Regions from separate parts of the Sus scrofa genome. Here region 2 is linked to region 1. Evidence: chromatin contacts called from public HiChIP or PLAC-seq data. All regions are on one chromosome and are shown on one strand. The core of a region is the stretch at or near the end of the contact, and the rest is flanking DNA. Distances in the headings are between cores, read along the strand shown.

Region 1 (7,397 bases), core at 2,385-4,884:
GAAAAGTTTACTTGTCCTTCTACCGGCTTCTCCGTGGTGAATTCACTGTTTAATCGAGCTCCAAACTCTGAGGTATCTGCGTGGGATGGAGGTGGTCGGCCGGAAAACCCTGAGGCAACTACAGTGACTAAAGCTTCCTTTACAGACTGGCGGACCCCACTCGCCACAGCCTGCACGCTTTCATTTTTTTGCCTTTTTAGGGCCACCCCGGCGGCTTATGGAGGCTCCCAGGCTAGGAGTCGAATCCGAGCTACAGCTGCCGGCCTCCACCACAGCCCAGCAACGCCAGATCCAAGCCACGTCTGCAACCTACGCCCCAGCGCACAGCAACGCCGGATCCTTAACCCACTGAGCGAGGCCAGGGACGGAACCCGCAACCTCATCGTTCCTCGGCGGATTCGTTTCCACTGCGCCACTGCGGGAACTCCTCTCCTGCACTCTTGAGACACACTGTAGCCTTAGACACCACGGCCACAAAAGGCAAGGAAAGCGATTGCAATACAAACGTAACGTGTTTTCTCAAGGATCCAGCCACATGATTTTTAAAAGCCACCCTAGGCAGTAAAAAATTCTAAAGTACTTAGCACCAAACGCAGGGTCTTACTCCACATTGTTAAAATTCTTACTGAATAAATAAATAAAAGAGAGGCTGAGAAGGGACAAGAAGGCGGCGGTAACTTTGCGCCTGGTCCTGGATGCAGAAGAGTATTCCCGACACCACAACAGACGCTGAAGGGACCTTGTCACCAACTGCCCTCAAATGAAGGGTTCCATGGCGTTGCCCGAGCTCTCAATTTTCAAACTAATGCTTACTTTTTCTGAAAAGGTACCAAAAAAGTCCCCAGTACAAGTATCCAAAGACCCTCTGAGCTGGAGGCCAGCGCGCTCTTGCCCGAGCCTGAGAGTCAGGAGCCTCGCAGGAGGGTACCTGGAGGGTGGCGCCGTGGGGCCGGGCACTGCCACCAGGACAACCCGTGCTCAGGCCCTTCCGCAGACAGCCTGGCAGCGTCACGGGCGCAGCTCCAACCGCGCTCCGGGGGCAGCGCCGGGGGCGAGAGGAGATGGGCATCACCTCCACTCCGCACAGGAGGAGACGGAGCCCCGAGAGAGAGACGGACAGACAGAGCCGGGAGCCACGCTCCGGCCCAAGACGCCGCACTCTCCGCAGCCGTGGCCTCGGGGAAAGGTGCAGGCGAGGCCGGCCGGCGGAGGAGGCGCCCGGCTCGGGACAGGCTGGGGAGACGGGCTGCTCCTCCTCCCAAGCCCTGTCCTGCTTCGAGCCCCTTGTGTCTGGGGCTGTGACCTGCCTTCCCAGCCCTGCACGCTCTCCCTACGCCTTAGCAAAGGACCGAGAAATAAAAAAAAAAAATCGGGGCTCAAATCACTGAGCTCCTGCCACTCCTGCCCAGAGAGCTGGTGCTGCCCCCGCGCCGCCTACCTTTGCTTCATCGTTGATGTCCCACGTGAAAGAAATGGCGTTATACGCGATCTCCTCGATGTTGCTGATGGTGTTGAAGCTTTCTTTGTAATCGGCTACACAAGCGATGGGAAAGAGAAAGAAATTTGTGATTTCCAGCTTCCGGCAGGAGATTACAGCAGCTCAAGGTGAGAGTCAGCTCTTCGTGGTACCACCGCTGGGTAATATTTTTTGGCCACGCCAGAGGCATGTGGAAGTTCCCTGGTCAGGGATGGAAGCCTCGCCACAGCAGTGACCAGAGCCTCGGCAGGGACAATGTTGGGTCCTTAACCCACTGAGCCGCCAGGGAACTGCATTGCTGGAAAATTTTAATTCACATTTTGCTGGGCTGAAAGGAGTTCAAGAGATGAAGAAAAAGAGTAACAGAGGCAAGCTTAGATATATTTAATTTTATCCCATTGAGTAAAAATTAGGACAGTGAGGTCTAGAAAAGTTTAAATAATTGTCCCAAGGCCACAAAACTAGTCCAAGGAATCAAGCCTGGAACTCAGTTCTTTTAATTCTTCTGCGAGAGAACTTAAACATTTCCAAAGGCAGAGAAAAGAAGCGACACAGATTCAGAGCCATCTCGTGAAACGCACAATGCTTCCACGTGAAAACCACATACCCGCCAAGAGGAGCGGTCGTCACAAACCACCTGACTGACCGTGGAGCTGCACAGGTCTGCGCTGCGCCCCACGTGACACACCTGCGGGTCCATTTGCACACGGAAGAGACTGGCACGCAGTTGGGCGCGTTAATGGGGGAGGATCGTGCGACGGCACCTCAGCAGGATTTTCCTTCCCTCGTTTTTTTTTTTCCTCCACCTTATTATCACCTCCAGATAACCAGAATCTCTTAAAAACGACGTTACCCCTCAAAAAAAAAGTGTCACCCTGGAGTTCCTGTTGCGGCAAAGCGGGTTAAGGACCTGATGTTGTTTCTGGGAGGACGTGGGTTCAATCCCTGGCCTTGCTCAGTGGGTTAAGGATCTGGCGTTGCTGCAAGCTACAGCGTATGTCACAGATGTGGCTTGGCTCCCTCGTTGCTGTGGCTGCACACAGACCGGTGGCGACAGCTCTCCTTCGACCCCTAGCCCTGGGACCTGCCATATGCCATGGGTGTGGCCCTAAAGGGGGGGAAAAATGTGTCGCTTGACAAGCAGGGCACTTGATGTGAACTGGCTCTACGGCCCCTGGCCCCAGGGTCACATGGGGAGCCACTGCACGCGGCCCGTGTCCTCATGAGGGAAGTAAGACTGAGAGCCCTGATTCCAGGAGCCCAAGGACAGGGCTGGGAACACATCAGGGGCTGGCACAAAAATTCAAATGCGTTCGGCAGGAAGCGGACGGCTGCCAAAAATAATTGGACGGAGAACACGGGATGCCTGCAGCCCGGGAACCGAGCGGCCGGGCCCTTACCTATGTCAATGCACCTTTGTTTGGCCGTGTGCTGCCGTGAGTGCCAGTACTTCCAGTGCCGCAACTGGTCCTCTCGGCTTTTGTCCTCGGCAAAAACCACCATGACGACACTCTGCGAGAGAGGGGGCCGCGGAGTGGCGTGAGGACGCGGGGGCGGGGGCCGCAGGGAACCCTGCCGGGGTTTCGCCTTTGCCGGGAGGGCCTCGCTCAGGGGGGCCTCCGCCCGGGGGCGAGGCGGCTCTGCCCAGCTCCCCCGACGGCAGGACGGGCAGCGGGACTCACCCGGACTTTGCTGATGGGGTGGTGGATCCCCTCGCTGCTGCTCACTTCCTTCAAGGTCACGGGGTAGAACTGGCCCTTGTTCAGGTAGGTCATGGTGCTGTCTCCCGGCTTCTGTCGCAGCGACTTGGAGGCTTCCAGGGTATACTCGAAGTTGTTCCTAAAGAACAAAACGGGGTCACGACGCCCTCATCCGGGCTCTCGGGAGCTTCCCACACCAAGCGTGCGCGCCAACCTGAAAGGCTTCCGTGTGGACGGAGGCAAAGAAACAGCCGACTGACCAGGTCGTGTTATTAACAGCATCTGCTGCTCTTCCCAAAATACACAGAATCTCAAAGAGCCCCCAGTGCTCAGAGATCTCAGATGCGGGCCCACCAAGTGCCCAGCTAGAAATTCTCTGAAGTGACGTTAACAACGGAGAGTCTGGAGGCGAAGGAGGCCGAAGACACGGATGAGCCAAAGGGCTCTGGAAGAGGACTCCCGGGACGGGCTGCCAAGCTGGTGTTTGCCCTGCGAAGGCTGCAAACGGCAGGCGGGGAGGCCTCTGATTACATGGGAGTTGGCCGGCAGAAACAGCCCTGTTTGAAACTGTTTTTGCTCATCAGTTACCATCCCCAGATGGCATTCGACAGTCTTCGACCGTTTCTATGGTCTTATAGCTCCGGGTATTCATCCCCCGAGGCTGCTTCATGAGGCCAGGGGCTGGTGAATGACACTTACTTTTATAAATAAAGTTTTGATGGAACGCAGCCATGCCCTCTGATCACACATGCTCTGTGGCTGCTTTCGTGCCACAGTGACAGAGCGGGGCAGAGCTGGGCAGTTGCGACAGAGGCTGTGTGGCCCGCAGAGCCGAAAATATTTCCTATCTGATCTTTTACAGAGTTTGCTGACCCCTATCCTAGATCCCGAAGGCATCTGAGTCTGTGACCCCTGTCCCTCGAGGCAGGTCTTGAAGGAAGTCTTACTCCCCATAAAATCCTAGACTTTTCAATAAAACTTATTTGAAAGCATAACACACATAGGAATGCATAAAACAATTACAAAATGAAATCCTAGACTCAAAAAAAAAAAAAAAATCTGAAGACATTTAAATATAACTTGGAAGAGGAGTTCCCATCATGGCTCAGTGGTTAACGAATCCAATTAGGAACCATGAGGTTGCAGGTTCAGTCCCTGGTCTTGCTCAGTGGGTTAAGGATCCTGCATTGCCGTGAGCTGGGGTGTAGGCCAAAGACGCGGCTCAGATCCCGCGTTGCTGTGGCTGTGGTGTAGGCTGGCAGCTCCAGCTCCGATTCGACCCCTAGCCTGGGAACCTCCATATGCCGTGGGAGCGGCCCAAGAAATGGCAAAAAGACAAAAAAATAAAATAAAATAAAATAAAATAACTTGGAAGAGATGCATCTTCCCAGGGAGAGGTGCAATCTTGTGGCGTATAAAAGAGGGGGTCAGCGCCCTACAAGCGGACTCCATTTATTTTATCATCAGTGAGACTAATACAAATATAAAAGCCTCTATCCACCTGATGCCATTCCTAAAATCTCACACGATTATACACTTGTGGGAACACAAGGGGCCTCCGGGCTCTAACCGAACCCCTGGATCTCGTCTCTGAGACTCCAGTCTACCACCGTCATATACAGAAACCAAAGGACAGAAAAAGCACCAACACCAAGAGTCAGGGAAGCGTGAAGCAGCGCTCAGAGGTCACAGCCGAGTGCACCAGAGCCGGCCCTGCGCAGCGATGCCCACAGGAACTGCAGGAAGACAAAGCTGAAAGGCGAGGAAGCCACCTCTGATTTTCCAAGATCGAATTAACGAAAAAGAAGGGAGTCGTAAAAGCTGAAAGGTACAAGTCAAATTAAAAGACAACTGTTACCCAGAAACACTGTCAAAAACATAGTCCTCTGAACTCATGCCAGGCATCCGCAGACTGAGATCCGAGGGGAAGAACACCTGAAACATCAACGCAAGAGGCCACAAGGTGCAACTGGTTAGCGGGCTCCCCACAGACCGGCCTCTGGTACAGCCTCAGAGCACGTGGCTCTCGGCAACCCACCGCCCCGTCCACGCTCGTCGAAAAGAAAAACTGGAGCTCTGCACACAATCTTAAGAGAAAATGAAAAGGGAAACGACAATGGATTTTCTATGCCACCCGATGAAACGAAGACAATCTGGGGAGGTGCCCCACAAAGCGCTTCCTCAGCCTCGTCCCTCGTCTTCCCACACACCCCCATTCTGTTCACAGGGAACGTGCGACCCCCATCTCGGGCCTTTCGGGAGTCAGCTCCATCATCAGCTCTAAAGAGGCACCAAGTTAAAACACCGAGTCGGGTTCGCACCCTGGCTGGCTGGACTGGTGCACGCTCTCGGGAAGGGCGCCTGGCCTACTCCTGGCTGCCTGGGGGAGTCATTTGCCCGCTGGTCCCACGAGTCGCTAAAGACGGTTCCAAATGTCTTCTGTCCCCGACTCGCACCGAGTGCCGCGTTCGTCACCACAAAACCCTCGGCCGTATTTGGCATTAGTTTGAAAGTGTCACACGATGCGTGTGTCATCAGGACCCCCCTGTGCCTCCCTGACAATGCTACCAACCAAGAGACACCCCGCAGATACCGAAGTCATTTTAGAGAAAGACCAGTTGCACAGAGCTTTGGCTTGGTCTTGGACAAAAGCTGAAAACAGACCACGTGGAGGTATCTGCTGTCGACGGCAGATTATGTACGCGGCTCTCTTTCTCCAGCAAATCACCAAGCTGAAATCACGACTGTTAATTCAGCTGCTGGTAAGATGAGCCATGCGCTCTTGATAATAATTTCTGGTTTTATAGGTTTCGTTTACAAACGAGACTCATGGGCCTTTTTTCTTAAAAGAAAAATCTTTTGTTCCCCATCCATTCACTTGGGGCTGAGTTTCAAGCTTACATAACCGGGAGGAGGCGGAACCCAATACTTATATAAACACGCGGCGTCTCAGGAGGATGCTCGGGCTTCCTGTACCTCCTGCACGCCTTCCTTGAAGGTCTCCGAGAAGGTGGAGTCTGGAGTCCGCCTCTGAGCGTTCGGGGGCTGAGCGCCAGAGCTGAACTGGTCGGTATTCAGGTTCCGGTCGAACACCACCACCCGCTCGGGGGGCTCCGGATGGTACACGGTCGGGGGGACGCCCACCGCGAAGCCGTGCGGCTGGGTCTCCGTCTTGATGGAGTGCGTGGGCATCGCGGCGATGGAGACGGTGACCGTGGTGTCGGGAGCCGTCAGGTGGCCTCTCTTGTCCAGGCCCAGCTGGCTGCCGTGCGGAAGGACTATGTTAAAAGGCACGTTTTTCAGCACCTGCACTCTGTTCTCCCCGGCGGACACGAGCGGCTGCTCGCCCACGTTTGGGACGCTGCTTCTTTAAGAGAAGAAAAGAACACCGTGTCCGGACTCAGGGCTGATGCGCTACCTGGACGCTTTTTAGCCTCCTAGTGGCCCTGGGTCCTGCGCAATAACAACACACCCGGTCAAACCCAAATACAGAGGAAATGGCACAGCGACCAATTACACAGAGAAAACAACAAACCAAACCACTCCAGAGTTACAGGTCAGGTGAAATCCCAAAGCATTAAGTAAAATTTCCTTGGACATGCTGAGAACGCAGAGCCTTTCTCAACTGTATTTTACGTCCCCTAATCCTAGTAAAATGATCATATTTTATCAGAAGTCTGAAGCTACAGATGCGATTAGGAGCCATGCAGGCTGGTGCTTCAAGTACAGATTCTAGCGTCAGGCAACGCAGGCTGAAAATCTCTCCGAAACCGAGTGCTCTTCCGTAAGATACGGCTAACAACGGTACCTAACCTCACAAGGCTGTGGTGAGGATGAATCGAGGACCCCCCGAAAGGCGTGGAATGATGCTCAGGAAGCGTGAGCTGCTGGTACTCAGCCACCATCTTTCTCAGCACGGGGCTCAGACGCTCTCCCTTTCACCAAAAAACCCCCTCTGAGGACACTGTACCAGCAGAAAGCGTTGCATAAAATTACTCTTGGCTTAGTAAATACCCTGGTTCATAGAAGACAATTTGCAGTTCAGGGTAAAATTAACAAAACTTCAAAGCCCCCTCAAATCATATGGGCTGATGCCCACAAGGAAGAAAAAGCAATTGCGCACATTTCAAGATCAATAAAACACTCAAACCTTAAACCATAAATTCACTCCCAAGACTTTGCCTTAAAGAAATTTCTTTAGAGAAAAAGGGAAAAGCTAC
Region 2 (7,397 bases), core at 1,672-4,171, 130 kb after region 1:
GCCATGAGTCGGTCCCCTTGGCCTGCAAGAGGGGGCCAGGAGACCGTGGAGAGGTCAGGGGGGGTCCCTCCAGGCCGTGTCATGACCCAGGACACTCGGGAGCTGGGGGGCTGCGGGGACAGAGAACAGGCCTGCCCGGCTCTGCCTCTTTAAGTGGCTTTCACGCCTCCGCTGTGAGCCAGTGGGTTAGGCTGGGAGACAGATGTGGCCCGTGGGGCTCAGGATGTCCCCTGGGCACCCTGGGCCTGAGCCAGCCCCCCTTCCCCGGGAGCACTGGGCCAGGTGAGCCCTAAACCCCTTCCAGCCCCGGGGTCTGCACCTGCGGAAACGCCAGGCGTGGCCTCCTGAGCCGTTTCTGCTCCCCCGACTTCCTCTTCCTCCTCTCCTCCTAGGAAGCCAAGGCTGCAGCCTCCAGGCATCAGGGAGGGAGCTGAGGCCAGGATTCAGGGAGGGCTGGTGAGGGGAACGGGCCAGGCTTTCTCTATCAGGCCGTCTCTGCCACTAGCTGGCATCCCTGCTGAGTTCATGGACCTTCCACCGCCGCCGGCCCAGCCAGGCCCCCAGAGAGGTCTCCACCCTGTGCAGCCCAGACCCCCACCCGGCCGTGGAGGGGAGGCCTGGGCCCAGCTCTTCTGAACCGTGACTCCCAACACGCAGCTGGTTTTGAGAAGGAGAGGTGACCTTGCAGCAGAGATGAGGCAGAGACACCTCCCCCCAAGCCCTGGGTGTGCCCCCGCCCCTGCCCACAGGGGCCTATCCTGGTGGCCAGTACCTCTGGGTGCAGCCCCAAGTCTGAAGCCTGGTGTCTGAGCAGCCACGGGGCCTGGGATGTCTTCGAGGGGCCACGGAGGCAGAGACGTCCAAGCCAATTCGGTGAAGGGTGGCGTTAGGACAACCAAGACAGACCAGTCTCCAGGCTCCTTCCGGACCCTCAGCTTCCACTCTGAAATGTCCTCAAACTGGGGAGCCCTGGGTCTGTTTAGGAATTCTTTCCAGAGAAGACTTTTTTCCTTTTTCTTTTGATGTCCCCACCCGCAGCACATGAAGGTTCCCAGGCTAGGGATGGAATCAGAGCTACAGCTGCCAGCCTACACCACAGCCACAGCAACATGGAATCTGAACCACATCTGTGACCGATGCCGAAGCTCACGGCAATGCCAGATCCTTAACCCTCTGAGTGAGGCCAGGGATCGAACCACCACCTCATGGATCCTAAGTTCTTAACCCGCTCAGCCACAGCAGGAATTCCAAGGAAGCCTTTTAATTGGGTGTTTGTAATCCAATAAACATCTAAAGAGAATGTGATTTGCATATTCTGGCTCATCCTGACAAACCCCTAAGCGGCGGTTGTCGGGGGGCAGCCCTGTTTCCAGGGCACTAACCGCAAGGCTCTTTGAAGGACGGCAGGCTAATGAGAGAAGGACCCAGAGAAGCCGGATGACGTCATGGCCCACGGAGGTGGGGGGGGGAGCCCAGCCCAGCCCGATGGATGGGGAGGCCCAGGCTCCCATCGGCAGGCCGAGGTCTGCGGGTTCCCGACAGCCTCTGCCACGGCCCCGTGATTCATCCTCTATCTTGGCTCAGCACCTGGCGCCCCAAGCCCAGGGCAGAATTTTCTAGGCTGTGTGGCAACAAGATCAGCCATCCTGAGAGCACTGGGTGTGCCGAGGTTGGGGGCAGGGCTCGCGGCAGAAGCGGATGGCTCTGAGTCACCCCCAGGGGACAGCAGGGACTGTGGAAGAGTCACAGGGAAGAAAGTTGCCCCTCCGTCCAGATACTTCAATTTCACGCCTCTGCTGGGTGCTGCCCACCCCACACCCCGAGGCACCGGCTCAGGGTCTTCATTGGCCTGGAGGACAGCCATGCGGGGAGGGGCCAGGCCGACTCGGAGAGCCCAGGCCGCCCTCTAAGCCCCGTGTGGACGGAGGGTGTCCTCCCACGGCTGGTGGAGTCTCTGTGATGTTGGCCACGGGTTCTCTTTGGGTCTCCGAGAAGCCCCGCTCTGCCCTGCCCTGGAGGTATTGACAGAGTGGCCTGGAAATCTAGGTCAGCAGCAGGCAAGTCCCTACAGGTGGGTCCCGGTGCCAGGAGAGAGAGACCCAGGAAAGCCATGAGCTCAGAACCCATTGTTATGACACATCTCGTTTCCGGCCCGCCCAGAAACCCGGCCTCTCTGGAGGCGGCATAAGGGAGGTGGGGATTAGGAGCCACCTGGTTCTGGACCCAGCTTGGAAGTCTGGCTGTGGGTTGTCTCACAGCCCTGGGTCCCCTGGGGTTTGGACTAGAGCATCTTGGGGTCTCCATCCCTGCCCCTGCCGGCTGGCCCTTTGGCTGGTGCTGCAGCCATGCCAGGATTAAGGAATAAACCCTCCCGGTTAGTAGAATCCTTACTCCACCCAGTCCGCAGGACAGCCAGCCCAGGGCCGAGGGTCCCCTAGGGCTACTATGAGTGGGAAAATGCAAATGGACAAGGAGCTTCAAAAGGGGACGGGACTTCAACTGACTGCATTTGGACCCAGGCTTCTAGAGGCTTTTTTTTTTTTTTTTTTTTTTTGGCCACACCCATGCATGGCATGTGGAAGTTCCTGGGCCAGGGATCGAACCTGCGCTGTAGTTGTAACCTGCACCACTGCTGAGGCAATTCCGGATCCTTAACCAGGTAGGAACTTTCAGGTTCCCAGAGGCTTAAGAAGGCTTTAGGGTTCTACCAGAAGTGGGTTTGAAAATTCCTTTGCTACAAATGCTCTGAAGCAAGCTATGGCTTTCTCTCTATCCGTCATCCACGCAGCCAGCGCTGCCTGCTAGCATGTTCTTGAATGGAGCAAGCCCAGCTGGCAGAGCGTCCAAGCGCAGGTGGCTGCAGCAGCTGCCAGGCTGGGGAAGGAGCAGTCATTCCAGGCCGGCCAGCCCTTAAGTTGTCATCCACCATGGGTGGGGCAGGAGCTGGATGAGGAAGAAACTCACAAAGGGGCATGAATCTGCCTCCGCAGAGCCTGGACCGCCTCCCCGAGAGCAGGGAAGGGCCTGCGCCACGGGACGTACAGCCTTACATGGAGGGTCCCAGGTCCCCAGGAAGGGGAAATGCACAAAAGCTGAAGGTGAGGAAACTAAGTCTTAGAGGGAAAAGGTGCCTGGCCCAAAGTCAGCCAAAGTCAAGGCTGACCAGGAATCCGGAAAGAGTGGAAAGAAGAGGGGAGAAGGGGAGGGGAGGGAAGAGAAGGGGGTGGCTCTGGAGCTGGGGCTGGAATCAGCAGGGGCAGGGCAGAGATGGCTCATCCGGCCTTCTGTCCAGAGATCTGGTTTCTGGGTGCTCTGGGACCCACCCAGCCCCGCCTCCCAGTGGCTTGGCCTGTGCTGTGCACGCCTGCCCTCTGGTGGCAAGATATGGAAATGCAGCACCTCTGAGGGGGCGGTGGGGGGGTAGTCCTTCTACTAAATACAAGTCAGTTCAGCCCTTTTGTGCATCTGGCGCTGAGCTGAAGATGGAGAAAAAAGGAAACAGCCCCAGTTCTGAGAGTGAGTGGTTTTTTTTTTTTTTGGCAGGGAGAGGAGAAAACTGACTGTGACAATACAATGAAGAAGGAACTTGGGTTGGGGGAGTCTGGGGTATCACAAAAGAACGCCGCTTTAGAACAGGACATGCCCAGAGTTCCAGATTAAGAACCCAACTAGTATCCATGAGGATGCGAATTCCATCCCTGGCCTCGCTCAGTGGGTTAAGGATCCGGTGTTGCCGTGAGCTGTGGTGTAGGTTGCAGACTCAGCTCAGATCTGGCATTGCTGTGGCTGGGATGTAGGCTGTGGCTGGGATGTAGGCTGGCGGCTGTAGCTCCAATTCGATCCCTAGCTGGGAACCTCCATATGCCACAGGTGCAGCCCTAAAAATACATAGATACATAAATTTTAAAAATAAAACAGGACCTCCCCACCTCTTGAAGCAGGAGATTTTCCCAGCAGAAGGCACCGCCAGGCCCCTGCTCTGGAGGCCCCAGGCAGCCCAGCAGGGATGAGAGGGGCGGGGGGGGGGGATCTGCAGTACTGGCCTGTCTGCAGCCAGAGCCCCCGAGCCAGGGGGGACCCTGGAAGAGGTTTGTGGCTGTGTCTGCAGAAGAGCCTTGGGGCTGTGGGGTGAGGGGCAGAGAGGATTCCACTGCTTCTCACTGTCTGAAACCAGCCTCACATCAGAGAGGCTGTGGGGCCAGTTGGTTAAGTTCTTGGTCTTTGGAGCCAGACTGTCTGGGGCCTCACGGCACCATGCGACCTTGGGCGGTCCTCCTCCCGGGACTTCACTTTCCCCATCGGTATTAATGGTCATGAGGTGGTAATAAGAAGGCAACCCTTTCAAGGGTTGCCAAGGCGGTTATAAAGACGTCGGCACAGGAAAGGCACCTGGAGCAGTGTTTGGCACATGGTGACTGCTGGTTACACCCATCCTTCCTTCTTCTAAAATCGTCCCCTCCCTCACTCTCATGGTGGACAGTGAGGGCAGAGGCCCAGAGAGAGGACCCTGGTTCTGCTGAGCCTGGAACCTGAGAGCCGGGCACAGGCCTGGCACAGCAGAGGCAGCACTGTCACCTGGACCCCAACCCACCCCTGGGCAGTTTCCATGGGCCCAAAACTGCTTTTCTTTTCTTTCCTCTTTCTGCTGCACCTGCTGCATGCAGACGTTCCCAGGCTAGGGATCGAACCTGCACCATAGCAACGACCCATGTCACAGCAGTGACAATGCCAGATCCCTAGTCACGAGGCCACCAGGGAACTCCTGGAAGAGCTTTTCTCTGGGAGGACAGCTCTGGATTCTTCCACAGGTCCCGTGGGCAGCTGCAGGCTGGTTTCAGAGCTGTTTTGTGTGCAGTCTGCACGAAAGCATTGGCTACAGGCAACAACACGTGTTGAACTTGGCTTTCTGGAAGTGATGAGCTCTCAAGCCTCACTATGCCACGTGCAGGTCTTGACCTGGCAGCATGCGCCTTACCCAGGAGCTGGTGGGAAGTGCAGGCCCTCAGGCCCCGGCCCAGACCGAGAGAATCAGGACCGGCCCCTTAGTCAGAAGATTCACAGTCTGCGGAGCGAGAGCATCCTAAGCAGCCGGACGAAGGGGCAAAGGAATTGCAGGGTGGTGCACGTGCTCGCCGAGCCCTCCCTGGGCAGCGCCCGTGCCAGGATCTAGGGATCTGGCCAAGGTCAGAACCTCCTGGACCCTTCTGTCACCAGGGCCTCCACACAGCGCTGACCAGCCAGTGCTGAGGGGGCAGAGGTGCAAAGGTGCCTATGAGCCCAAGCCTGTCCCCCAAGAGTCAGGACTCTGAGGGAACAATTGGAGGTGGCCGGGCAGAGGGGACCGATTCCAGGGCTGGCGAGTCCAGGGCTGGCGTTTTCAAAGGAGAGGACTTCGCAGACCTTATCCTAATGCCTTCAGGCCCCAGGGCAATCCGAGGCTCATATAATCTATGTCTAAACATTTTAAAAGTAGAGGGTTCCTGTTGTGGCTCAGGGAGTTAAGAACCCGACTTGTATCCATGAGGTTGCAGGTTCGATCCCTGGCCTCGCTCAGTGGGTTAAGGATCTGGCACTTCTGTGAGCTGTGGTGTAGATCGCAGATGCATCTCAGATCCCCAGTTGCTGTGGCTGTGGCGTAGGCCAGCATCTGCAGCTCTGATTTGATCCCTAGCCTGGGAACTTTCATATGCCACAGGTGTGGCCCTAAAAAGCAAAATCAATCAACAAATAAGTAAATAATTTAAAATTATAAATCAAGCTCATAAACTATTCAATCAAATATGTTCCAGCCTCTTACCTTGGCAAAAATGCCTTCACAAGAGCCTACAAGGCCAGGTTCAAATTTAGAATTGTGGGCTTCCTTGGCACCAAGCACCAAAACACAGTGGGTCTAGACGCCCGCTGGCCCTCCCCTCCTGTTCTCACCCATAGTGCCCCTCGCGTACAGGCACACGAGTGCCACCCCCCCACCCCGCCCCTGGCCTGCTGCCCATACCCGCACCCCCCACCCCCCACAAAAAGCTGCCCTTTGGGACCCGCACACTGAGTGGCCCCCAGGAGGACCGCCTTGGGAGCAAGCCCAGGAAGTCCCTGGAAATTGGAGGGGGGCGTGGTTCCGGGAGGGCGTCCCCTTGACCCCATCAGCAGGGCCCCAGCTGCAGAGGCCCTGGGACAATGAAACTGTGGCCCACTCGCTGTAATAAGCTACACTCTAATTTCGGGGATGTGAGAAAAAAATGTGCATCTTACTTTGGACGCCCGGTAGCCGTCGGATTCCCTGCCGTGAGAATGTCCTGAAACCTACCGCCGCACTGAGTCTGAGGATCAGTGTGCCGAGTGTTAACCATACCAACCATTTCCATCGTTAACCAGGTTAAATCGTCTAATCCACCAACAAGGGGTATCTTTTCAATCATTTAGACCTTTACTTTCTCCAACTGGTGTTTGGCAGTTTTCTGTGTAAAAGCCTTGCACTTCTGGAGTTCCCATCATGGCGCAGTGGAAATAAAGCCGACTCGGAACCATGAGGTTGTGGGTTCGATCCCTGGCCTCGCTCAGTGGGTTAAGGATCCGGCGCTGCCGTGAGCTGTGCTGTAGGTCACAGATGTGGCTCGGATCTGGCATTGCTGCGGCTGTGGTGTAGGCCGGCGGCTGAAGCTGGGATTCGACCCCTAGCCTGGGAACCTCCATACGCCGCGGGTGCAGCCCTAAAAAAAGGACAAAAAAAACAAAAACCAAGCCTTGCACTTCTTTACAAAGCCTTCTTATATTCATTCCCTCTTTGGAGCCTTGAAAACCCTCTGTGAAGTAGGCATGACAGTCAATATTAAGCACATTTTATAGACCAAAGACTCTTCGACTAGTAAGTGACAGAGCTGGGACTTGAACCCCTACTCCCAGTCTCCCAGCAGAGTCAGGCCTGGACTTGCTCAGCCTGGGGGTCGCTTGTTCTCAGTCCTCCCTGCACAGGGACCAGGCATCGCTCCCCCCTCCCGGAAACCTGCCGACCTGGTGACAGTCCCCCTGACTTGGTGGGGGGGGGTGGAGGGAAGGATGGGGCAGGGCTGGAGCGAGTGCTCAGGGTCAGGGGAGGAGGGCCCGGGGGAAGGTCCCCACCCAGCCTGCAGGCAGGGAGGGACCGTGTTTGGTGGAAACGCGTCCACAGCCCTTGGCTGCCGTGAAAATCTCCCGGGGAACTTAAAAAATCCCCGACATCCAGGCTCCACCTCAGACGGATTAAAGCCGAACCCTGGGAGCAGGGCCAGGAATCCGTGATTGCAAGTCACCCAGGTGAGGCTGTCGCCTGGGCTGGGACCCGCTAGGTCGATGGTGAAGGAGGCCGCCAGCCCTGCCCCATCGGCTCTGCCTTGGTGCACATCGAGGGTGGCAGGAGGGCC

What was found. HiChIP or PLAC-seq counts read pairs in DNA pulled down with a chosen protein or histone mark.
Region 2: a contact with region 1 is called in an H3K27ac HiChIP or PLAC-seq map of skeletal muscle. The contact joins two enhancer-like sites. A contact is called at or near these places in 5 of 47 Hi-C or Micro-C datasets (alveolar macrophages, embryonic fibroblasts, heart right ventricle and 2 more) and 1 of 2 datasets of contacts at active chromatin or transcription factors (skeletal muscle).

The regions. Positions count from the first base shown.
Region 1 is chr3:126,496,652-126,504,048 of Sscrofa11.1, forward strand. It overlaps GRHL1 (grainyhead-like protein 1 homolog), which reads right to left. Exons shown (of 16, transcript XM_021087852.1): 4 at 6,154-6,544; 5 at 5,036-5,112; 6 at 3,160-3,316; 7 at 2,878-2,989; 8 at 1,439-1,533. Among named protein-coding and RNA genes, the nearest start is that of GRHL1, 11 kb to the right of the region's middle. Within about 2 kb of position 3,635, at least 5 of the 83 cell types and tissues checked have an H3K27ac peak or open chromatin away from gene starts, as enhancers often do. A contact at or near this core is called in skeletal muscle and subcutaneous adipose tissue, where this site is marked.
Region 2 is chr3:126,625,935-126,633,331 of Sscrofa11.1, forward strand. No RefSeq gene overlaps it. Among named protein-coding and RNA genes, the nearest start is that of TAF1B, 43 kb to the left of the region's middle. Within about 2 kb of position 2,922, at least 27 of the 83 cell types and tissues checked have an H3K27ac peak or open chromatin away from gene starts, as enhancers often do. A contact at or near this core is called in skeletal muscle and subcutaneous adipose tissue, where this site is marked.